Regions from separate parts of the Mus musculus genome. Here all the other regions are linked to region 7. A link is a contact called in public Hi-C, HiCAR-type and HiChIP or PLAC-seq data. All regions are on one chromosome and are shown on one strand. The core of a region is the stretch at or near the end of the contact, and the rest is flanking DNA. Distances in the headings are between cores, read along the strand shown.

Region 1 (2,874 bases), core at 278-2,777, 810 kb after region 7:
ATTAAATATCCCATGAAGGTCTGCTGGTTACATCAATAAGTGAATGTATATTGATGGTACGTACCAGCCTTGCAAATAATTCTGCTCAGGTACCATGGTGATAAAGCTGTCTATTGTATCAGAAAGAAACGGCAACAACTTCTTGGGTTTGGCTATTGGAGGTGATCTTTGAGAAGGGATCTTTATAATAAGTACAGTATTTATTCGGTGTCAGTAAAGTAACCAACTCATTGAGATGAATTGAAACAATAGCAACAAATTGTACTTGTGGTGTGTGTGGTGTGTGTGTGTGTGTGTGTGGTGTGTGTGGTGGGTGGGGGTGGGGTGGGTGGTGTGTGTGAGGAAGCCAGAGGACAATGTTTGGAAGCCAGTTCTCTCCAACCACGTGGATTCTAGAGATCAAACTTAGGTCACTCGGCTTGGTGGCAACTGCTTCTATCAACTGAACCATCTCGATGATCCCCCAAAGAAGGACATTTAGCTTTCTAACCCGGCAACTCAAAATAGGCATTTAAGTAAATGGAAACCAAGCCCAACTTATTTTTAGGGGCAAGGAGTAGAACTATACATTTGACTCCAACTTTGCAGATACTCTAATGAAGTCTTATCCTAAATAAATCTGTCTAAATTAGGGAAGGAGAGTAAGTGTTAATTGGAATCACAGTTTTAACACTCCATCGATAGTTTCCAAAATGGGAAGTTTTTAAAGCCTTGTAGTTAAAGGCCTGCCTCCCCCTCCCTCCCCCTCGCCCTCTCCCTTTTTCTCCCTTCCTCTTTACCCCACCCCTCCAATATGCTTTTTGTTTGCCCAGTCTCCCACTGGCATTAGTTAGGGAATAAGATTAAAAAAAAAGAAGAAAAAGAAAAAGAAAGAAAGAAGGAAAAGACGTCCCTTTGTAGGCATGCACACTTGTAGGTGCCTGTGGATGCCAGAAGAAGACATCTAATACGGTGGAGCTGGAGTTTCAGTGGGTTGTGAGCTGGGTGCTTGTAAGCGAACTCAGGTCCTCTATTAAGAGCAGCAAGCATAGCTAACCACTGAGCCACCTCTTCAGCCCCAAGCGCTGCTTCTTTAGATCAAAACCGATTACATCATCTCTTCTAGACTGCAGGTGTGGCCACCTTCCTCCAGAATCCTTAAAACAGATCTTATAAAACCTGAGATGATTCACTGGAAACGGAGTTTTGCCAAATAGCCAAGAAAAACACATTTCCTTTCTTCTTAAAACAGAGGCGCCCATAAAACCTGCAAAATGAGTTATCACTGGTACTAATATCAACGTTTTCGAGTCTCCCTGATGACAACCACGCTTCAGCGACCAAGTACATGTACCCTGGAGCTCATGATAACCAAAACCAGAGGGCCCAGGACTCCAGCAGCAGGGTCAAGGCTTGGCAGGCAGAGTGGCAGCGCCCCTTTTCCGTCCCCTCCACGCCCACCTCCTCAGCAAGAGTCCCCTCCCCTCGCTGGAGCCCAGACTCTCATTGCCTTCATTGTTGGCCGCATCTGTCACTTTGTGGGCAGGATGACATGAATGGATGGGCCGGACACACCTTCCATCCCAGTCCTGAAAACCCTGTCCGGATCTGCAGACCGTTCCCGGACGCTGCCAGAGGAGCCGCTGAGGGCCAAGGACTCACCCCTCAGCCCCGATCCTGTCCGCGCCCTGTCCCTGTCCCTTCGCACTCGCTCTCCACGGCTCCCCGGGCAGCGGGCGCGCACCATGCTGCCCAGCGCTGTGGCCGCCCAGGCCGGAGCCTACTGGGATGTGGTGGCGTCCTCAGCACTCTTCGGCCTTCCTGCGCCCGGCTTTGGCAGTCTGGGCAAGAGTTTCCTGATCGAGAACTTGCTGCGCGCAGGGGCCGGGCCCACGCACGCACCCCCGCCCCCACGCCCAGCGCCCGGTCCTGAGTGTCCGCAGCTGCGGCCACTGCCTGCCAGCCCAGTGCCGCTCAAGCTGTGCCCGGCCGGACCCTTTGGTGTGCGCTGGGCCTTCCAGATGCCCCCTGGCCGGGCTCCGGGGGAGCGGGACAGTGCCTTCCAGCCCTCAGCCCCAGGTGAGCTTTGGTCGAGGGGAACCTCGGCCCAGGAGACCCTTAGTTCTGGAGAACCTGGACCAAGGGGAGCCTCAGTTCAGGGGAGCCCTGAACCAGGGGAACTTCAGTCCAGGGAAGCCTTAGCCCTGGGGAGCCTCGATCTGATCTAGAGGAGGCGCAGCCCAGGCGAACTTCAGTCTAGGGGATCCTCAGTCTGGGAAAGCCTCAGCCCAGGGAAGCCTTGCTTTCAGGTGGTCCTCAGTCCAGAGAGAGCCCTGTTGCCAGCACAGTCCCCACCTGTGAGCCCCTCACAGCACGAGTGCTGACCTGGGTGGCCCACTGCAGAGGACTGAACTGGGGTGCAGATGCCGTTTCTGGACACTAGTTCTGATTCCTTTCCTCTCCACCCCATCCCATCCCGCACTCCTTCCTAGCATCCTCCCTCAACAGGTTGACTGGGCTACCTGGGCAGTTTGATCACAGCGGGTTAGCTGGGGGGTGGTGGGTGGGGGGTAGGGGGTGGGGGATTTGAGGTTTCTAGCTGACTGGCTCCTGTTTCCAAAGTTAGCATCCTCTCTTCTGCGGGAAAGTTGCTGGCAGGGTGGTGCTGCGGACTTTGCTGGCGGAGACCTCGCCGCTGGTTTGATAGGGCTCTAATGATTTGAAAAAGAGTTGCGCAAACTTTGGACTTTCCTTGCTTTCACAGTTTGGTGTACACTAAGGTGTAAAGTAATCAAGGCCTACGCTTGCATCAGGCTGAGATAGCTGACAAATGTTGAATTGATAACTAAATGAGGAAGTTCACATATAAATAGGAATTTACCGAAAGAAGGGCAC
Region 2 (3,026 bases), core at 279-2,778, 690 kb after region 7:
CCTTGTTATTTACACTTCCCATAGCATCAGGCTGGAGCCAAGCCTTTGACACATGGACTTGGGGGAACGTGCCAGTCAGACTGCCAGAAATAACTTGAGGTTGGAAAGGCACGTTTCTGGCTCATGGTTTCAGTCCATTGACCTTTGCCCCACTGATTCTGGGTCTATGGCGAGGTCAATCTGCAGAGATTACCTAGCTCAAGGCTGACTGGTGGGAAGGGAGGGACCATGAACAACCTCTGAAGGTACCTCAGGGTGGCTCCAGCTTGCCAAAACAGCACCACCTGCTGGAGACATATATATTCAACTCATAACCCTGGGGGGCGACAATTCACAAGCAAACCACAACTGGTGGCGTTCCTGGGCTAAATGATTGCCGCCCCCATGTTTGGTCAACGTTCAGCTGTAATTAATTTCTATATGTTTTCTTTTTCTCCCGACTGTCTCTCTATGTGGTGGTCAGGTTGCTAGTCTCTCGGGATTCTAGGGTTCTCTTCCCCTCATTTCCTTTGCTGTTGTGACTGACTAATGCCCATTCTCCCGTCTTCGCGCTCACCCGGCTTCTCACCGGCCTGCCCCAGTCTGCTGTGAAGCACCTTCAATGACCGGCCAGCTCAGTGGCTGTGTTCCTCAGCTCCGTTTCTGTTGGATGTATGTCCGACCGGCCAGCTCAGTGGCCGTGTTCCTCAGCTCCGTTTCTGTTGGATGCGGATGTTATGTCCGGTACAGCAATGGATGCGTGCTTATGATTCTGTCTTTCTGTAAGAATCTTTGTCGTCATGCAGTAAGTCCTTAACAGAGGCTGAACAGGGGCTGCTGAGATGGCTCAGCGGTTAAGAGCACCGACTGCTCTTGCAGGTCCTGAGTTCAAGTCCCAGCAACCACATGGTGGCTCACAACCATCTGTAATGAGATCTGACTCCCTCTTCTGGAGTGTCTGAAGACAGCTACAGTGTACTCACATATAATAAGTAAATAAATATTTTTTTTTAAAAAAAAGAGAGGCTGAACTGTAAAGGGAACTGAGGAGGCCGACAGGCAAAAAGTCTCGAAGGGTTCACTCTTTTTCTCTGGGAACAGAAAGGTATAAAGCCTGAAATGTGTGTCAGCTACCACACACGTTTACATATATATATAATTTCATATGTCATGAGTGAACCGTATTTATATCATTTTCATTCTATCCTTTCCTACTTCATCTTGGACTCACGACTTCCTCTCTCTACTTCTTGCTTTCTTTCACACACATATTCTTTCTTGCTCTCTTTCACACACACAAAGTCTCTCTCTCTCTCTCTCTCTCTCTCTCTCTCTCTCTCTCTCTCTCTCTCTCTCATGCACGAACACATGCACAAACGAGTGCATACACACATCTGACACAATTTAGTGATGCTCAGATGTGCATGTGGTAGACACCTGAAGATAACTCAGTATGAACAAAATCCAAACTGAGAGTCTGTATTAAGCCATCACCTACACAGAACAGCCTCAAATGTAGAATCAGGGAGCCTTTCAAAGGGAAAGAACACAGGAAAGCTACATCCTGGTTGTCAGTTGCAGGTGCAAGCAAGCAAGCAAGCAGTTTAACAAAAGCCAAAATGTGGCAGTTAGCTGGTATGGTCATCATAAAGCATCCTGGTCCTCTGGTCCTTCTAAAATGTTCCCTGAGGGTGTTGTACAGTATATGACTAACTGGAGACAAGCACGTTTTCAAAAAACGGAACAGAATAAAAAGCCTCTATGATCTGGACAGCTCATCACTCAGAAGTTAATATCTTTCTTGGTTTTCATATATATATATATATATATATATATATATATATATATATATATATATATATATAAACTTTATATATATATAAGTTTCTCCCTATAGGATGGGTGCTATGTCCATTGCCTTTTCACTCATGAAAGCATGCCTGAGAAAACAACTCACCACAGGGTAGGTTTTAGCTTGTGAATTCGGTTCCTAGACAGTTGGCTCTGTCTGCTTTAGACTCTAGTGAGGCAGAGCAGCATGCCGGGAGCACAAGATGGTGGATGCTAATTTCATGATGCTTAGAGCCAATCAGAGCTCTGGGTCAGGAACCACACATCCTCAGAGGCATCTTCAGGAAGCCACGCCCCCAGTCTGGTCCCACTTCCACAGTTGCAGTCCTTCCAAAGGTCTGATGGATTATGGCGCCATCGGTAGATGAATGAATCCTTTGATTAGATGAAAGCCATCACGATCCAGTTACTTTCCAACAGCCCACCTGTGAATATGGCATTGGGGACCAAGTCTTCAGTGAATGGGTTTTTCAGGGGCTATTTTATATCTCAACCACGAAGCACTTTGACACAATGGGGAGCAAAAGTGGACCTCCCTAGCTGCCTGGGCATCACCTATTAGAATGCTGTCTGTTACCATCATCGATCTTAAAACGAGGGAGCAAATTCCACTAACCCTACACTAATTCCTATCACCATACAGACATCCTCTGAGAACATATTACTCATATGAACATAGACTTTTGTTTGTTTGGTCTTCAGGACCTGGGTTTCCAAGCTTACCTTTCATCCATTATGTTATTAAATGAATTATTTTATTTTATTTTTAATCTAGCAGTCTTTTGTCTGTGCCTGGACTTCCTGGTAGAGGGTATGCACAATTCTGGCAAGTTAAAGCGGAATGAAGAGGTGCTAGGAGCAGAGACAGTTGGTGAGTGTTCTTCAGATTGGAAAACTTGGCACTCGACGGCAGTGGACAGAGTCCAGCAGTTAATGGCGGAGGGATTGAACCATGACTTATTCAGTACCCATCCTGCTTGCGGTATTCCAAATGTCAAGGATTCGTTCTGTTACATTGTTTCCATTTTACATCCGGAAATTACCCGAAGCATTCATTGATGACCAAGGCATGAAGTCCTTACAAATTATTCATTTGTTCAAATTGTTCTATAGGCCATTAGAGTCTTTTATGAAGCCTTTTTATCAATTATTTGTAATGACAATTTACACATTTAGCTATATTTTTAGTTTGCTGC
Region 3 (2,909 bases), core at 379-2,878, 690 kb before region 7:
GCAGCTTCTAAAACCTGTCCTGTATAAACCTTCAGAACCATGAGTCCAAAATGGCCTCTTCTTATTAATTTACTGTCTTGGGTGTTGTCTTGTTACAGTACAAAGTGAAGCGAGGCACACTGTTGGCACCAACAGCTGATGTGCCACTGGAACTTCAGCTGACATGGTACGAAGGGCTTTGGAGCTGCATGAGGGGGCTATGTTGGGAGGGTGAAGAACAGGCTATTAGAAGTTTATCGTGGAAATGGGGCACTAGGTTCAACTCCAAAGCGGTCTCAGAGAACAAGAAGACCAGGGCAGCCTGGAACTTCTCGGAGATGACTTCAGTGACTTTGAAAAGGTGCAGATAGAACTTGGGACAGGAAAGGGAATTCCAAAACGGTCTCAGGTAGCAAGCAGACTGTCTTACTGGAGATTGGATGGAAGGCCACTGGGGTGATGTAATGAAGGTCTTATATTCATGCCAGGGCTCTGTGGAAAGCAAGCCTCAATGGTGGCAATCTGGGATGTCTTGTGAGGTGCACACCCAAGCAGCAGCAGCACTGGAGAGGCTCTATGGTTATTCCTCACGGTTGGTGCTAAGATCCTAGAGCAAAGAGATTAATTACCTGAAGGTGAAATGTACTGCCACGGAGGAGCCAAGATTTAGAAAGGAAAAGATTCTTAGCTTGACTACATAAAGACCAAAAACCCCCCAAAGAGTGGCGCCACCCCACAGGTCACTAAGATTAGTACTGGCAGGGCAACGGGCAGCTGTCATCTAGAGACCGTGGGTGCACCTGGGCGCCCAGCCTTCCCAGTGTGCATGCACGCACCATATTAGTCTGCAGACTGTAGCTTCTACCACTCAAGCCCCTGGGCATGATAACCTCCACCCAGATCCCAGAGGATACATCTTGACCGTGTGTGTCAGTCACGTGGACATCCCAGCTCACATACCCTGAGCCCCGCAGGCTTTGCTTCAGCAGGGGACTCCACCTAGCTCTGCCTTGCAGTCGTTTTTCTTCCTAGGCTTGCTAGGCTCCCTCTGCACTTGGGTTTCTGAGCCCCGAGTACTGTCAGCCAAAGGGAATGGAGTTCCTGATAGAAGTGGGTGGAGGAAAGTGAAGATCCAGTTGCAGAGCCATTTCTCCCGTTTGGCATCCCGCCCTCCCTTCCCTTTCCTGCATGGCTGGAGTTGAACTTGAGGTCTTACCCATGGTGGGAAAGTGCTCCACCATTTGTGCCCCAGCCCAACCCTCTCCTGTTGTTTTAGAGCCTCTTCTAAGGCTGCCAAGACCCATCTTTCTCTCACAAAGAGAAATACACGAAAACAACAGCAAACAGAACAACAACAACAACCCCCCAAACCCCAAAACCAAACAAAGCAAGATGGAGAAAAAAAACTGTTTGAGATTTGCGCCAACTCGTGCTTTCTGAAATTTACATAAAATTTTTAATGACATGTTTTGTTCCGTTTGTTTTGTTTATTTTTGCAAAGACCTTTTCCAGGAAGGGTGGTGTAGCTTATCAGGCTTCCACTGGACTCAATCGATCCTCTATCTTATTTGTCAGGGAAGAGACTGCAGTTCCTTAGTGGCTCCATCCTTTGGTCATGTGCTTCTCTGACGAAGGCTGGCCCCACGCTGCACCAGCCAGCCCTGTTTGCGCTTGTCCCAGTATGTCTGCCTGCGTAGCTCAGAGGCAGTTCTGCTGATGTGCAGTGAGTGAAAGAAAAATGCTTTCTACAAACACAGCATTCCACAGTGAGGAGAGTATCTCCTAAAAGGCTTAAGAGCTCACTCAGCAGACAAACTACAAATGGCTAGACAGTGCGGATGCTCAGGAGCCTAAGAACCACAGACATCCCACGGATAGGACACAATCGTTCACCTCCGCTCCACACACATTAGACTGGGATTGCATGAATCCCTCCTCAGCTTATTCTAAGGGAAGGGAGGGCTGCTCTTTTAGCCCAGCAATCAGTGATAGACACGATGGATATTTAGTGTATGTTATGAGTGTCCGAAAGCGCCACTCCTAGAAAATGAAGACAAAATATTGGGGGAAAGAAGGTTTTATTTATTTCTAAATTCAACCAAGAAACAACCACCGTGCAACAGCTTTAAAGTGGTCTCAGAATGAGCTGTCAGTCCTCGTTTCTCATTAAGATGCATTTCAGGATGCCTCCTGTTGTTCTCGGGGCACTAATGAATCCATACTTAAAACCTGCGCCGGGAAGCATCTCTCACCACTTCGGAGACAATCGCTGTAAAAATGCACCATTCTGTGCCTTGCCTAAATGGAGCACGATTATTACCAAGCCGCACAGCCTTTTTATCTGTACCGACGCTGCAGGAAATCTCACTGTCTATGTGACCTGAATACCTACTACCTAGTGGAAAATTCCGGGAGTGCATGGCAGCCCAGAGCACCCAATAGCTACTTTGCTTGTCTGTTTCATCTCACCCCCTATCCCACCCACCCTCCCACATCCCAGTCATCACGCACAAGGGGATTCCTGAAAATTGTTTTCCAAATCACTGGGTCTCTTCACGGTGCTCTGTCATTTTTACCTACCAACATTAATTCTTAAACAGCATTATTCAACTGCTGTGGTTCATCGCTGAAGAATGTAAATACTGAAGTAATTATGAGACTGTATTTTCCAATGGTGCACCCCAAAATGGGTAACTGAGTGTCAAAGGCTGACGTCACAAAGTAGCCAAGTAAGACAGTCCTTAATAGGCTAAACCAGAGCTCACAATCCAGGACTGCAAGGACCTCTTGAATGTGCTGACTCAGAAGCAGTTGGCTGGCGGAATGTTCGGAGGGGAAGGGTGTGTTCCAGTTGCTCTCTCACCTCTCAGCAAGACTCATGGGACAGACCGTTGGAGGCCAGGACAGATAAGGTGCCATCTGCAGATTGT
Region 4 (3,012 bases), core at 161-2,660, 750 kb before region 7:
CCTAGAAGATGTCACTCGATTTGAAGCCAGGCGGCTGCTAGGACCGCTTTAATTCGGAAAGGTTTTCCTTGTTAAAAGCCTGTGAATGCAAAGAGGCCGCTCGTCCTGTTATCATTGTTATCCTCCACAATATGGACTCCGTAGCATGAGTTGTCATCCTCACTGGGTATCACGGACCCTTCTGATCCCCAGTCAAGGCTCTGTGTTCCACGGGGCTGGAGAGATGGCTCAGGAGAAAGCACACCAGCTGCTCTTCCAGACAACCCAGGTCTGATCAAGCACTCACATGGGGGCTCACGATTATTTATAATTTCAGTTTCTAGATGTCTGATTCTTCCATCTGGCTTAGCTGGGTACCAGACATGCCCTTGGTACATACATGTAGACAAAACACCCATACGATACTGACTGGTTTTGTGTGTCAACTTGACACAAGCTGGGGTTATCACAGAGAAAGGAGCCTCCCTTGAGGAAATGCTCCCATGAGATCCAGCTGTAAGGCATTTTCTCAATTAGTGATCAAGGGGGGAGGGCCTCTTATGGGTGGTACCATCTCTGGGCTGGTAGTCTTGGGTTCTATAAGAAAACAAGCTGAGCAAGCCCAAAGAAGCAAGCCGGTAAGTAACATCCCTCCATGGCCTCTGCATCAGCTTCTGCTTCCTGACCTGCTTGAGTTCCAGTCCTGGCTTCCTTTGGTGATGAACAGCAATGTGAAAGTGTAAACTGAATAAACCCTTTCCTCCCCAACTTGCTTCTTGGTCATGATGTTTTGTGCAGGAATAGAAACCCTGGCTAAGACACATACATATAAAAAAATAAATAAAACATATATCTTTAAAAAAATCCTCTGTGGTCTAGTGCAGTGACTAGCATGTGGCCAGTCACAGTAGTTAATAACAGAGAGAGTGACAGATCACAGGTTTGTATAGGGCTGACTTGATTTCCTGACCTAATTAATAATAGTGCCTTCATTTTCAAAGTGTCTGAATCTCCGTGATTGACTGAGTTGTCATCACACTGACAGACATGTGTGAAGAAGACATTAAACTGGTCTGTGGAGAAGGGGAGTCTTTAAGTGAGAGGGGGACATTTTCATCTCAGAATTTAGGGTGCCATGTGACCAGGGTCACACAGAACTTCCACTGAGACAATGAAAGAATGGAATTCAAAGACAACAAGAAAGGTCAGCTGGAAAGAGTTTTGTTACAGAGAGAAAACATGGAGAAGGACTTAAATATTCCTGAAAGAAAGCTAAGCTCCAGAACGGGCCCAAAGGAAGGAAACTATCTAACTAGGGCTTTCTTCAGGACCTATGGCAGAAACTGGACCAAGACTGAGGCTGTTCCTACTGAGATTGGCTAATTCTCTGAGCACATCGCAAGCCAAGCCCATGGGGAAGTCCCACACTCAGTGAGTCTTTCTCCACCCAAGCCGGGGGACGGTTGCGGGCTGTTCACTGATGCTCATTCAGCTAGGGTCAGGGTTATGCTTAAAGCCCGATTTTTATCTTCAGTTTGCTTGTTGACTGTCTGTGGGCAGTTAGCCATGGCTGCGGTTGCTACTGTGGACCTTGTAGCTGTTGCTGGTCTTGGACCCTGGTAGAGTCTTCTTAACCATTACTTACTCTGTACTCTTTCTTCACGAGTCAGTTTGAGGTTTCGCCATGGTGGGAGCTATCACAGCTACTAAGAAATAGCTGTTTTCCTTGGTTACTTTGTATTTAAGCTTTGGGTCTGCAGGGAAGTCTGGGGAAGTCTTCTTCCTGGAGTAGGTGGAAACCTTTATTTAGAAGCCGACCTTACCCACAGTGCTCAGCAATAGTCTGTTGCTTTAGAAGCAAGTGTCTGTGAACTGCAGCAGTGCCATTCGGGGTGGGGGTGGGGGTGGGGGTAGGGGTGGGGGTGGGGGTGGGGTTCCTCGGGTTCTGCGGAAGTTGAAGCCAGCCAGCCTGCAGAATCCTGTTTCTCTCAGAGCTCTGTCCTTCCCCTTGCCTGGCCAGCGTGGTTATCTAGACCGGGCAGAAAACCCTTTTACTCCCCAGCCTAAGTTGTCTACCCTCGTGTTTTCACAAATGTTCTATAACATTCTTATTAACCCCAACCTCGGTTTCCAAGGAGAATTTCCTCCTCTTGGTAATTTTTCTTTGTGATGGTTTCAGTTTACTGCAGTTAGTCACATTCTGAAAATATGTGTGGAAAATTCCAGAAGTGACCATTGATAAGGTAGGATATAGCATTGTGAGACATTTCAAGAGAACTTTCCCATAGCTTTTATTACAGTATACCGTTATCATTTTTATTTTATCATTGTTGGTGACTTTACACTATGTCTAATTATCAAATTAAGCTTTATTACAAATATATGTTGAAGAAAAATTCTACTATATATGTTTTATCATCCATTGGGGTGGTGGTAGAATTTATCTCCTGATGCTAAGGGGTGTGGAGGGGAAAGACTGCCTTACTCTTCTGGGTGTATCATTTGACCCAATCTCTTTCTTGCTTACCTGTTTTTAACCATAAAATCTATGCATGTATTACTGTATCTAGAATCATCCTATTAACATACATCAGATTGTATTGTATTTTTTTTTTCTTTGCTCAAACTCTTCTGTTCTTCCCATTTTGTTGAAAGTGTAGTCAGCAAGTCTCTGCAGTGGAAAGATGCCATTTAAGAAAAAAAAAACAAAAAAACAGGGTCATACTAAAAACAGTAACAAAGGAAATAATGATATATTTTGGGTTAATGAACTTTATAACCTGTAGAAATGATTATACAAATTGATGATTTCTTCTAGTTTTCTTTTTTAAAAGATTTACTTATTTCTTTTCAGACTTATTTATTTATTTAATGTATGTGAGTAGATTGCAGCTGTACAGATTGTTGTGAGCCTTCACGTGATTGTTGGGAACTGAATTTTTAGAACCTCTGCTCACTCCAGTCAGCCCCTCTCACTCCTGCCAACTTTGCTCACTTAGTCCCTGCTTGCTCTGGCCCAAAGATTGATTGATT
Region 5 (2,700 bases), core at 5-2,504, 730 kb after region 7:
TTTAGAATATTTTTACCTTAACTTCTCAAAGAAAAAAGCTTTAAAAGATCATTTAATTAAGTATGGGCATTCTCTCAAGAAAGAGGTAAGTCACCAATCATTACAGGCTTTTTGTGGCTTAAAAACACCGTCCAAACGTTTGTAGTAGAGGTGCAGCTTGGTTTTCATGTGGGTGCCCCAATGACTGGAGCGGGAACTGTCTGAATTTGTTGCCTGTTTGTAGATCCCGTTCCCCTAACTGGGCTGCCTTTTCTGGTCTCAGTGGGAGAGGATGTGCCTAGTCCTTCAGAGACTTGATGTGCCAGGATGGAGTGATGGGGGGGGGGGGAGAGAGAAAAGGAGTGGGGAATTGTGGGAGGAGTTGTGGGAGAAGGAGGCCTGAAGCAGAGGGGTAGGAGATAGTGGGATATAAAGTGAATAGATAAATTAATGAAAGAACAAACAAACAAACAAACAAACAAAAAACCACTGCCTATGCCAGGCAAGGTGGTGCCCAACTTTAACGCCTTCCTAGCCTCAGAGCTCTTAGAAAACTCTTCTTTTTTGGAGAGATCGCCCCAGATTCTATTTGACCATATTACCCCATAAATAAGATAATATGGGTCCTCATTTTTCTATATTTATGATTATATACTTAACATTTATAAATATCCTATTACAGTAATATACCGTATACATTCTAATATATAAAAATAAATTTTCATGTAAGGTACTACACACCCGCTGCATGAGTGAGAGCAGGCACTCTCCTGGTTGTGGTCACCATGCACGGCTTCATCCCCTGTGTATGGCACTGTTCTCTTGCTTTTAGTGAACTTCACAAGTTCCTTGGAGTCCCGAGTCTCTTCTGGTTTAGACAAGCCACGGCTCATAATAACCCACTCCTTTCGCGGACAACAAATGTTTGTTGAGTTTCTCTGCTCTGTAGGGATTCCCTTCACAAAAAGGAAACAAGTCAGGGTCCCTGTCTCCACAGTTTGAACTCCATCCAGAAGGGATGAAAGCAGGCGAGCGACTATCTAGAATAAACTTCTACTTATCATCAAGACTTTGGGGGAAAGAAATAGGATGCTGCATTTAAAAATTCTGTAGACGAGGGCCAGCGAGGTGACTCTGGGTAAGGCACTGCCTGGAATAGTCTACCTGATTTAGAAAACTAGACCAGTGAGGCAGTGGATCCCGTTAGGGAAGGGTTGATTGATAGAGAGGAAGTCCATTAGGAAACTGGGCTGAGCTGGAAGTGCTGCCCCTTTCCCACGCTGCACGCTCCACAGCTGGGGATCTGGCTCGCTGCACTGGGCTCAGCTGGGCAGAAGTATGAAGTAGGCCACAGCGAAGCCATTCTTTAAGAGCAGTTTCCACCGCTGGAGAAGCCCTCCCTGACTATGACTCCCAGTTAGCTTTCTCTTCCAAACACGGTTGAATAAAGAACTGCGTTACGCGCATGCGCATATCTTTCCTTTCAGGTAGACTGCAAGACACCCAAGTATGAACTGTGTTCATTCTCCCACAAACTTAAGGTGCGCATTAACGATATATCAGGTGTCTAACGGATGTCTATTGAGAAACAAATGCCGTTCAATTTTCATCTGGGCTGGAGTTGTTGATATCTGTTTCTCTGCTTACAATCTAGTCCCATGACTACGAAAATAAAAAATAGCCAAGCAGGCAGAGGCACTCGTTTCTATGACCTTAGATAAAGGGAGGCTTGTGTTAGCTCTCAGCCACCTACTCATTGTTCAACCTGCCCTGCAAGTCCTCTGGAACCTGCCCCACGTTGTCTTGCTTGAGCAACCTACGAATATATTTTTTTCCTTTCTTCTTTCTCTGTGCAAATGACTAGGGCGATTGTCAGTTGTTGGCATGTCCTGTGGTCGGACCACATGGCTCAGAATCATAAAACCCTCCATAAGCAGTCACAGGTGGCACCCTTCAGGAGAGGTTCATCCCTGTGGCAGCACCAGAGCGCCACCTTGTGGAAAGCTCCCGAACAATTCGGTGCACTGTGAGCTGGAGAGCCATTTTGGACCCTTTGGCTGGCTCCTTCCGGGAGTTGCAGGTCTCATCTGCTGCACTCTTAGACGCTATGCCTGTGATGGACTCCCGTTTCGTTGTGAGTGGATCTTCAAATTCATTTCCCTGAGCTCCTAACTGTGATTTGTTCTTAACGAAAGCTTTCGTGATGCATAACCTCACGGGCACTGGTGGTTTTTTAAATTGTTATTATATTTTGGAAAACAAGTTCCTTATTATTTCTAGATGAGCTTGCAAACGACTCAACAGCCCATGGGAGTCTCTTTAAAATAGACCAACATATTGGGACACAAGACAAATCTCAAGGAATTGAATAAAATAGAATTAATTAACTTAATGCATTCTTTTTAAAAGATTTGAATTATTATCCTAAACACACTCTCTCTCTCTCTCTCTCTCTCTCTCTCTCTCTCTCTCTCTCTCTCTCTCTCTCTCTCTCTCTGTGTGTGTGTGTGTGTGTGTGCGCGCGCACGCGTGTGTGCGCGTGTATAGTATATAAAAATGTGTTCAGGTGCCTGCAGAGGCCAGGGGCATTGGCTCCCCTCCAGCTCGAGTTACAGGCAGGTGTGAGGCATCTGATATGGGTGCCAGGAACTGAACGTGGGTCCTCTAAAAGAGCAGTGTGTACTTTTGACTACTGAGCCATTTCCCCACCCTCTCATTTCT
Region 6 (3,111 bases), core at 532-3,031, 710 kb after region 7:
CGGCACTTGGAGTCAGCTCCTGTGGTGGCAGTGGTGAATGGGGAGCTAGTGCCGTGCTTGACCCTCGCAGATTGTATTATTATAGATTGTGTTCTTGTCTTTCGCTTTCCTTTCATAGGTGATTGAACGTTGGATGAAGACTTCTCTTTCCACGTGTTGCTATCTGGAGAGGCCATACAACTTGCCCTGTTGATAGAATAAGGAAGGTTCTCTAAGAACCAGCTTCGTGCTTCTTGACCTCATTGGGTGGCCCTATCAGTCTGGATCTTAAAGTGAACACAACGTGCTAATCTGCAACAGGAGCCACAACTTGATAGGGATGGAGAATAGGCATGTTTTGTAAAACCGCTGTTTCTTGGTTGCTTGATACTGCAATGTGACTCCCCTCGCCCCCCATGAATACAAAGCAATGATTCTGTCTCTTAACATCCACGTTTGTCCATGGAGCAGCTGGAGACAGCTGTTCTGGAGAGCAAGTGGTCAACGTGTAGACCTCGCTGGCCCCGTAGGGTTATAATGAAATGAAGGCTGATGAGGAGAAGCAGGTGCCACAGCAGCAGCAGCAGCAGCAGCAGCAGCAGTGTAGTGAGAGATTAGTAAGAAGTAATCCTTGCCTGCCTAGAAACAGGCTGAACCTAAGTGTTGGGGGGAGCCAGGCTCCTCTGATTGTTTAAGAGGACAGCTCAGGATCATGCTGGCCATTTGAGTGAGTTTCCTAGGTGGTATCTGGGAAGGTCGTCAACAAGGGAGTTGTTACAGCATTCTGTGCCCCAGATATGAAAATGATTGGCATGTCTGGACATGTAACTGCTGCCGTGGTGATGCGCCTGGAGCTGGCTCTCCAGGGCATGCACTGGGCTCTGCAGGAGGCAGGAGCCGCATTAGTACCTGTCAAGTGCAGGACACACAGGCTAGCTTTAATGGGCGAGCTCAATCTGAGCTGGACCAGATACATCCTATCACCCTCCCCTTCTGCAGTCACCCTGCCTAGGAGACATATAAATCATAGCCAGTGACCTAATAAAATAATAGAGTTTGTCTGAGTTTTGACAGCAGAAAATAATAGAGGACCTCAAATTCAGAGGGAGAGAAATAGGAGGCTTTTAAAAACTTGCTTCTTTGCCAAAACAGAGGTGAACAAAAAGTGATATCCGTAAGTTGTTGGTATCCTGGAAGTCCCCATGTATCTATGACACCAGAGAAACTCCAGGAAAGAGTGGGGTGAGGCGGGATTGTTTGTAAGGTAGCACTCACTGTATTATGTGCGATGCTCTCTTCCTGGCATGGAATTAATTACTGGAGATGGAGCATCCCCCCCCCCCATTCTTTTTTGCATGGTGACAGTCTAAGGAGTGGGCTGTACAGCAAGCGGGTCTGAGTTTAAATCTCAGCCCTCCCTGGTGGACAGCGCCTGGGTGCTTACTTTCTCTGAGTCAATCTCTTCACTTGGCGCCATGGTCAGTGAAACGAAACAATGCATTAAAGTGCTTGGCTTGGAGTCTGGCATAGCTCGGACCTTGTTAATTTCCTTCTTTAATCTCCAGGAATGTGCAGATAGGAGAGGGGATTCGGGCCACCCTTGCTGCATACTCCTGCTTTATGGGGTAGGAAGCACACATGATCATCATGACGAGAGAGAGAGAGAGAGAGAGAGAGAGAGAGAGAGAGAGACTGAGACTGGGTGTTTATGCGTCCGTTTCAGCCACCTGCTTGTTCAGTCCAGTGGTTTCAATGGTTTCGTTCCTCACTAGGAGCTGGTAGTGTTACTAGTTGACATCTATTGAATGCAATGAACCAGGCTCTGGGCCAGACACTGGGGTGGTTTGTTAAGGCCTGGCTTTGCTCTCTGCTCTCTTTCCTTCCCCTTTAACAAAATAAAGAGAGTGGCTGTTTTGCTCTTGCGTTCTCAGTTCTGCCCTTTCCAATACCCATTGTCTCATTGATGACTTCGTCCCCCATTCCTTGCCATCTCTTTTTGGCCAGATTTTCCTCTGGACAGAGAAGAACAAACAGCCCGAAATACGAACCAGAGCATCCTCACGCTGGAGTGCAGCTCCTTCCGTGGGGCTTCAGTTACATCCCAGCCAGTAGGCATAAAATGGGCAAATGGAGCTAATTACCAGGATAATTGCAGCATATTTAAAGGAGGTTGTGCAAACTGCACCCTCTCCCAATTCCCCTTTCAGAGCAGCTAGGAGTGAGTAAGCTTGTTACTCTAAAGATTAACATTGTGACAACTTCACCCTAGTGAGAAGGAGACTGCAGTGCTGCTCTGAACAGAGGGGCTGGGGAGGCAGTCAGGGTTCTCTGGAAGGAGCAAGGATTGGTACCAGGAAGGAAAAGCAAAGCTGGTTATATTCTCCTAGTCGGAGGCCAACTAGAGAGCAGTAGCATTCTGAAGTAGATGCTGCCAAAGTCAAATAAAGATTGGGCTTTCATTCCCAGGGGATGGATGACTGACTGACCAGTGGAGGGAGTTTGAGTCCCACTACTGATCAGAGGAAGTGGAGAACTGGGGGATTTAGGTGCAGTTTTTAAAAAGCAGGTCAAGTATAGTTGTTTTCTGCCCTCTTTCCCTTCACCCATCCCTCCTACCCTCCCTGATAAGAGAGGGAAAGTATTTTAGCTACTGAATGAATTTTTGTGCTGTAGCCGACATGTGCAGACAACAGAAAGGTATTGCTCACTCTTGGGGAAGTGCTCAGTTCTTGGACTTCCATCTTCCAGAACTTTTTACACAACGGATAGCTTTACCAAGACACTGGTCAGGCAAAGGAAGAGGATCAAACATTACTCCCTTGTGCTTTATTTTATTTTCTTTTTTCCTTCTTGGTCACAATAAAACTTTTGGTGTTATTTTTTTTTTATTTTCTTATGAAAAAGAATAACCTTCCAAGCCCTACACTGACAAGATGCTACTCTGCATTTTTATGCCCTTTCTGGTGGGAACATGAACTAGTAGCTACTCCGCCAGATGGAGAACCAATGACAGACCACCGACGTCCAGCTTGGTGAACCAATGTGTTTCCTGAGGTTATTTACAAGAGTATGGATGAGGAGCCGGAGAACCGTGTGTGACTTAAAGACATCTGCACCATCCAAAAGTCCATT
Region 7 (3,116 bases), core at 162-2,661:
TAAATTTGAAGTAGGAGATGTGGAGTTTGAGGATCGGTCTGCACAGTGAGACTCTGCATTAAAAACAAAATAAAATACATACAAAAGAATATCACATCTTCACCGGGAATTGCTCTTACTGATAAAATTCTCTAGGGTGAATTCTGGACCCCGAGTGTACACAGGAAAGCTAAACTTTATCTCTGCAGGATGGTTAACAGTGCCTTTGACTTGATTCTGTCACACAACAGTTTCAACAGGTTTTTAGGTTTTCTTAATCACCAGCTTCATTCGTCGTCATTACAAGAGAAAGGTCCCTCAGAAAGTCTTGTTTCATCAGAACAAAGTATTTTAACACCTCTAAATCACTGCGAAATACTTGCACACAGGAACACCACATTTCCAAACCTATGAAGATAGCTCACTGACACTGGGAGAGACAAGGCTGCCATTCATTGCATTCCTAAGCGGTTATTTACCCAGTCCCTTGCTGGTGCTCGGCTCTGTGAAGAGCTTAACGAGACATCATCCCAAACTTCGGTGTGACGTGACGGGCACTGAACAGCCAAGTAGCACAGGATGAAGATGCCAGGGAAGCGACAGGATCAGAGAGGAGGGCAGGGGACGCTGCTGGGCTGGAGGTAGGGAGGGAACAGCCTGGGTTGGGGTGGCCAGGCGACAGCGTGGATTGCAAGAGGACAACTAGGAAAAGCTAGAGCGTGGAGCAGGGGGTGAAAAAGCCAGCGCCTGACGAAAAGCCTGTAAAGACACCTCCGAGGTGAAACAAAAGATCCGAGGGCGCTGCAGGGCAGGAGGACATCGCAGAGTGACTGAAAGTGGAAGCACTTAAAGCCAGCCAGGCTCGGCTAGCCTCGGGGACGCGGGCTTAGGGCGTGGGAGTGTGTCCCGGGCTGGCAGGCCGCCGCGCACGTGCAGCGGGCGGAGTACTTCATCCGTGCCAACTACGCACGAGTTCTTCTCGGGACTGCAGTCTCTCCAAAACATCTTTATTGTCGCCCACGGAGCCTGCCAGGAAAGGCCACGACCAGAGAGAGCGCGGCCAGGGCGCAGGGGCGGGGGTGGGGATGAGGGGGAAAGGGGTGGAGCGAGGACTGAGCACGGCGCGTGCGCGTAGCGCTCCGAGCGGCAAGAGGGCGGGGCAAGAAGAATGTTTCCCAGAAGCCCCGGCCACTCGCAGACGCCGGAGCTCCCGCTCTCCAGCCGGGCGGCGTGCCCCGCCCACCACGTCCGTCCGTCCGTCGCGGCTCGCGGGCGCCCCCTGGAGGTCCGGGGGAGTACGGCAGCGCCCGCGAGCAGGTAGCGTGCGGCGGGTCCAGCCGCCCGCCCGCCCGCCCGCCCGCGTCGTCACCACAGTGCGCCGACCTGTGGCGGCGCGGCTGAGCCCCGCGGAAGGAGGGAGGGAGAAAGGGAGGGAGCCGCCAGACACGGCGGGGGAGGGGAGCGGCGGTGGCGCAAGCGGCGCGGAGCTAGCGCCGCCTGCCCGGGTCTCCTGCTGCGTGGCTGCCTGCGTGCTCCCGACCCGGCCGTCCGAGCCAGCCCGCGGGCCGCGCGCGCTTCCGAGCGGCCGGAGGAGTCCATGGTGCAGAACTTAGCGGCGGACTGACGGAGACCGGGCCTCCTGCGCCGGCGCGGCCGCGGGACCTCGGCCTCAGGTAAACACGGCGGGCCGGAGAGAGCGGACGAGGCGCCCCGGGGCGCAGCGCAGCGCGGCGCGGCGGGGGCGCGGGCCGGGCGGGCGGGCAAAGTTTGGGGCTCGCGCGCGGCTCGGGCGGTGTCTTTCGCTGCGAGCAAAGTTGGGAGCCGCGGCCCCGGGCGGCGCGGGGCGGAGGTCCAGTTTGGGCGCGCGCGGGGCCTAGGAGCAGAGCGGGGCGGCGCGGGCTGCGGGGCCTCGGCCGAGGCAGGAAGGGGCTCCAGGCCCGGCCCGCAGCTCCCCCACCCGCAGTGGGAACGTGTCGGCCGTGCTTCCGGGCGCTCCCAGGCTGGCCCGCTTTCCCGTGGAGTTCGCGTTCGTCCCCGAGCCTCCGGGTCCCGCTTGTGAAACCAAACTTCACTAGGCTGTGACCTCCCCGGCGCCTGAACGAGGAAGCGCTGGCCGGCGCCTGGCCTCGGCCTCTCCCTCCCTCCCTCGGCGGCCGCCTCCCCACCCCCGCCGTCGTTTTTAAAACCCGCTGCCCGGGCTGCCCGCGGTCCAACCGGCCGGGAGATCGAAACTCAGCCCCGCTCAACCCCGCCTTAGAGCCGGGGACTGAGTACCGATTAGAAGATTGGCCAATGCACGCTCGTCTTCCGCACGGATCTCGAAGAATTTAATTTAAAAGACACCTGGTTGCAATTGAGGGCAACAGTCCCAGATTGAAATGGTGACCTACACTCCCCATGCGTTGATCTGTACAGTATCGTATTCCGGTAGTCCGGCTAATCATCTGCGTGTGTGAGGTAGTAAACAATACAGAATGCAAGTTTTACATGCTGATCGTACTACGTAAAACCGCGGCTGCTTCTCATTCATTTTGGATTACATTTTGGCTACCATCCTTATATACTAGCAGCGAACTAACGAAAACTGACGAGAAAGTTTTTTAGTATGCCTTGACTAAGATATGGTAGTATTCAAATTTCCCCCAGTTTGGGCAGTTTTCTCTGAATTTTGGGGAAAGTATATCAATAAGTACGTTTTTTTTCATTTTTCAAGGAAAAGATAACTCATGTATGATTTATTTGCCGCAGCCCCACAACAGTGAAGGCAATAGATTCTTAGCCCTTTCATTTAACCGGTATTTTTAATAAAATTTTATTGGGTAATTCTGTCTCTCCACACCATGTTTCCACCCCCACCTCCCCCTCTGCTTTGGCACTTGGCTTAACCATTTTATTATTATTTAAAACAGAAGGAAAAAGTAGTTTTCTTGTTGTTATTGTTGGTTTATTTTTTATTTTTTGCCCAAATAGACAAAAAAGAAAAATTGAAAATATCTTTAGATATGAATTAATTTGCGTTTTGTTTATGCAGTCATTTTTTTCTTCTTCTTCTTCTTCATTGTTTATCAAGACAGGGTTTCTCTGTGTAGCCCTATCCATCCTGGATCCGCTCTGTAGATCAGGCTGGCCTCAGACTC

Evidence for each region. A called contact is a pair of places that touch in the nucleus more often than the background predicts. HiCAR-type assays count read pairs that join an accessible place to other places. HiChIP or PLAC-seq counts read pairs in DNA pulled down with a chosen protein or histone mark.
Region 1: a contact with region 7 is called in an H3K4me3 HiChIP or PLAC-seq map of forebrain, with 4 times the contacts expected there. The contact joins the promoter of Dbx2 here to the promoter of Scaf11 in region 7. A contact is called at or near these places in 3 of 115 datasets of contacts at active chromatin or transcription factors (astrocytes, embryonic forebrain and forebrain).
Region 2: a contact with region 7 is called in a Hi-C map of the P5424 cell line, with 3 times the contacts expected there. The contact joins the enhancer-like site here to the promoter of Scaf11 in region 7. A contact is called at or near these places in 10 of 39 promoter capture datasets (the 3T3-L1 cell line, the HPC-7 cell line, frontonasal cranial neural crest and 5 more), 4 of 484 Hi-C or Micro-C datasets (the Ba/F3 cell line, the N1E-115 cell line, the P5424 cell line and 1 more), 12 of 115 datasets of contacts at active chromatin or transcription factors (T-cell acute lymphoblastic leukemia, astrocytes, embryonic forebrain and 9 more) and 1 of 9 other capture datasets (embryonic stem cells).
Region 3: an H3K4me3 HiChIP or PLAC-seq map of embryonic forebrain shows a contact between it and region 7, with 2.6 times the contacts expected there. The contact joins the enhancer-like site here to the promoter of Scaf11 in region 7. A contact is called at or near these places in 7 of 115 datasets of contacts at active chromatin or transcription factors (acute myeloid leukemia, differentiating embryonic stem cells, embryonic forebrain and 3 more).
Region 4: an H3K27ac HiChIP or PLAC-seq map of microglia shows a contact between it and region 7, with 4 times the contacts expected there. The contact joins the enhancer-like site here to the promoter of Scaf11 in region 7. A contact is called at or near these places in 5 of 39 promoter capture datasets (the 3T3-L1 cell line, 3T3-L1-derived adipocytes, hippocampal neurons and 1 more) and 2 of 115 datasets of contacts at active chromatin or transcription factors (large pre-B cells and microglia).
Region 5: a contact with region 7 is called in an H3K27ac HiChIP or PLAC-seq map of T-cell acute lymphoblastic leukemia, with 8 times the contacts expected there. The contact joins the enhancer-like site here to the promoter of Scaf11 in region 7. A contact is called at or near these places in 2 of 39 promoter capture datasets (hippocampal neurons and second pharyngeal arch cranial neural crest) and 5 of 115 datasets of contacts at active chromatin or transcription factors (the SCID.adh cell line, T-cell acute lymphoblastic leukemia, extraembryonic endoderm stem cells and 2 more).
Region 6: a contact with region 7 is called in a HiCAR-type map of astrocytes, with 3 times the contacts expected there. The contact joins the enhancer-like site here to the promoter of Scaf11 in region 7. A contact is called at or near these places in 5 of 39 promoter capture datasets (the 3T3-L1 cell line, hippocampal neurons, liver and 2 more), 1 of 484 Hi-C or Micro-C datasets (the G1E-ER4 cell line) and 6 of 115 datasets of contacts at active chromatin or transcription factors (T-cell acute lymphoblastic leukemia, astrocytes, embryonic forebrain and 3 more).

The regions. Positions count from the first base shown.
Region 1 is chr15:95,653,424-95,656,297 of GRCm38.p6, reverse strand. It overlaps Dbx2 (developing brain homeobox 2), which reads left to right and starts at 1,527. Exons shown (of 4, transcript NM_207533.2): 1 at 1,527-2,058. The coding sequence starts at 1,536. It overlaps Gm31690 (predicted gene, 31690), which reads right to left and starts at 1,822. Exons shown (of 3, transcript NR_168499.1): 1 at 1,642-1,822.
Region 2 is chr15:95,765,208-95,768,233 of GRCm38.p6, reverse strand. No RefSeq gene overlaps it. Among named protein-coding and RNA genes, the nearest start is that of Gm6961, 15 kb to the right of the region's middle. Within about 2 kb of position 1,528, at least 4 of the 459 cell types and tissues checked have an H3K27ac peak or open chromatin away from gene starts, as enhancers often do. A contact at or near this core is called in the P5424 cell line, where this site is marked.
Region 3 is chr15:97,151,405-97,154,313 of GRCm38.p6, reverse strand. No RefSeq gene overlaps it. Among named protein-coding and RNA genes, the nearest start is that of Gm33149, 9.7 kb to the left of the region's middle. Within about 2 kb of position 1,628, at least 35 of the 459 cell types and tissues checked have an H3K27ac peak or open chromatin away from gene starts, as enhancers often do. A contact at or near this core is called in embryonic forebrain, where this site is marked.
Region 4 is chr15:97,211,694-97,214,705 of GRCm38.p6, reverse strand. No RefSeq gene overlaps it. Among named protein-coding and RNA genes, the nearest start is that of Gm33205, 9.4 kb to the right of the region's middle. Within about 2 kb of position 1,410, at least 50 of the 459 cell types and tissues checked have an H3K27ac peak or open chromatin away from gene starts, as enhancers often do. A contact at or near this core is called in microglia, where this site is marked.
Region 5 is chr15:95,725,280-95,727,979 of GRCm38.p6, reverse strand. No RefSeq gene overlaps it. Among named protein-coding and RNA genes, the nearest start is that of Gm6961, 25 kb to the left of the region's middle. Within about 2 kb of position 1,254, at least 20 of the 459 cell types and tissues checked have an H3K27ac peak or open chromatin away from gene starts, as enhancers often do. A contact at or near this core is called in the SCID.adh cell line and T-cell acute lymphoblastic leukemia, where this site is marked.
Region 6 is chr15:95,744,556-95,747,666 of GRCm38.p6, reverse strand. Gm6961 (predicted gene 6961) reads left to right here. Exons shown (of 3, transcript NR_131148.1): 3 at 119-420. Among named protein-coding and RNA genes, the nearest start is that of Gm6961, 5.5 kb to the left of the region's middle. Within about 2 kb of position 1,781, at least 19 of the 459 cell types and tissues checked have an H3K27ac peak or open chromatin away from gene starts, as enhancers often do. A contact at or near this core is called in astrocytes and liver, where this site is marked.
Region 7 is chr15:96,459,138-96,462,253 of GRCm38.p6, reverse strand. It overlaps Scaf11 (SR-related CTD-associated factor 11), which reads left to right and starts at 1,411. Exons shown (of 15, transcript NM_028148.2): 1 at 1,411-1,652. Gm41408 reads right to left here. Exons shown (of 2, transcript XM_030248866.1): 2 at 1-2,210. The coding sequence ends at 1,345.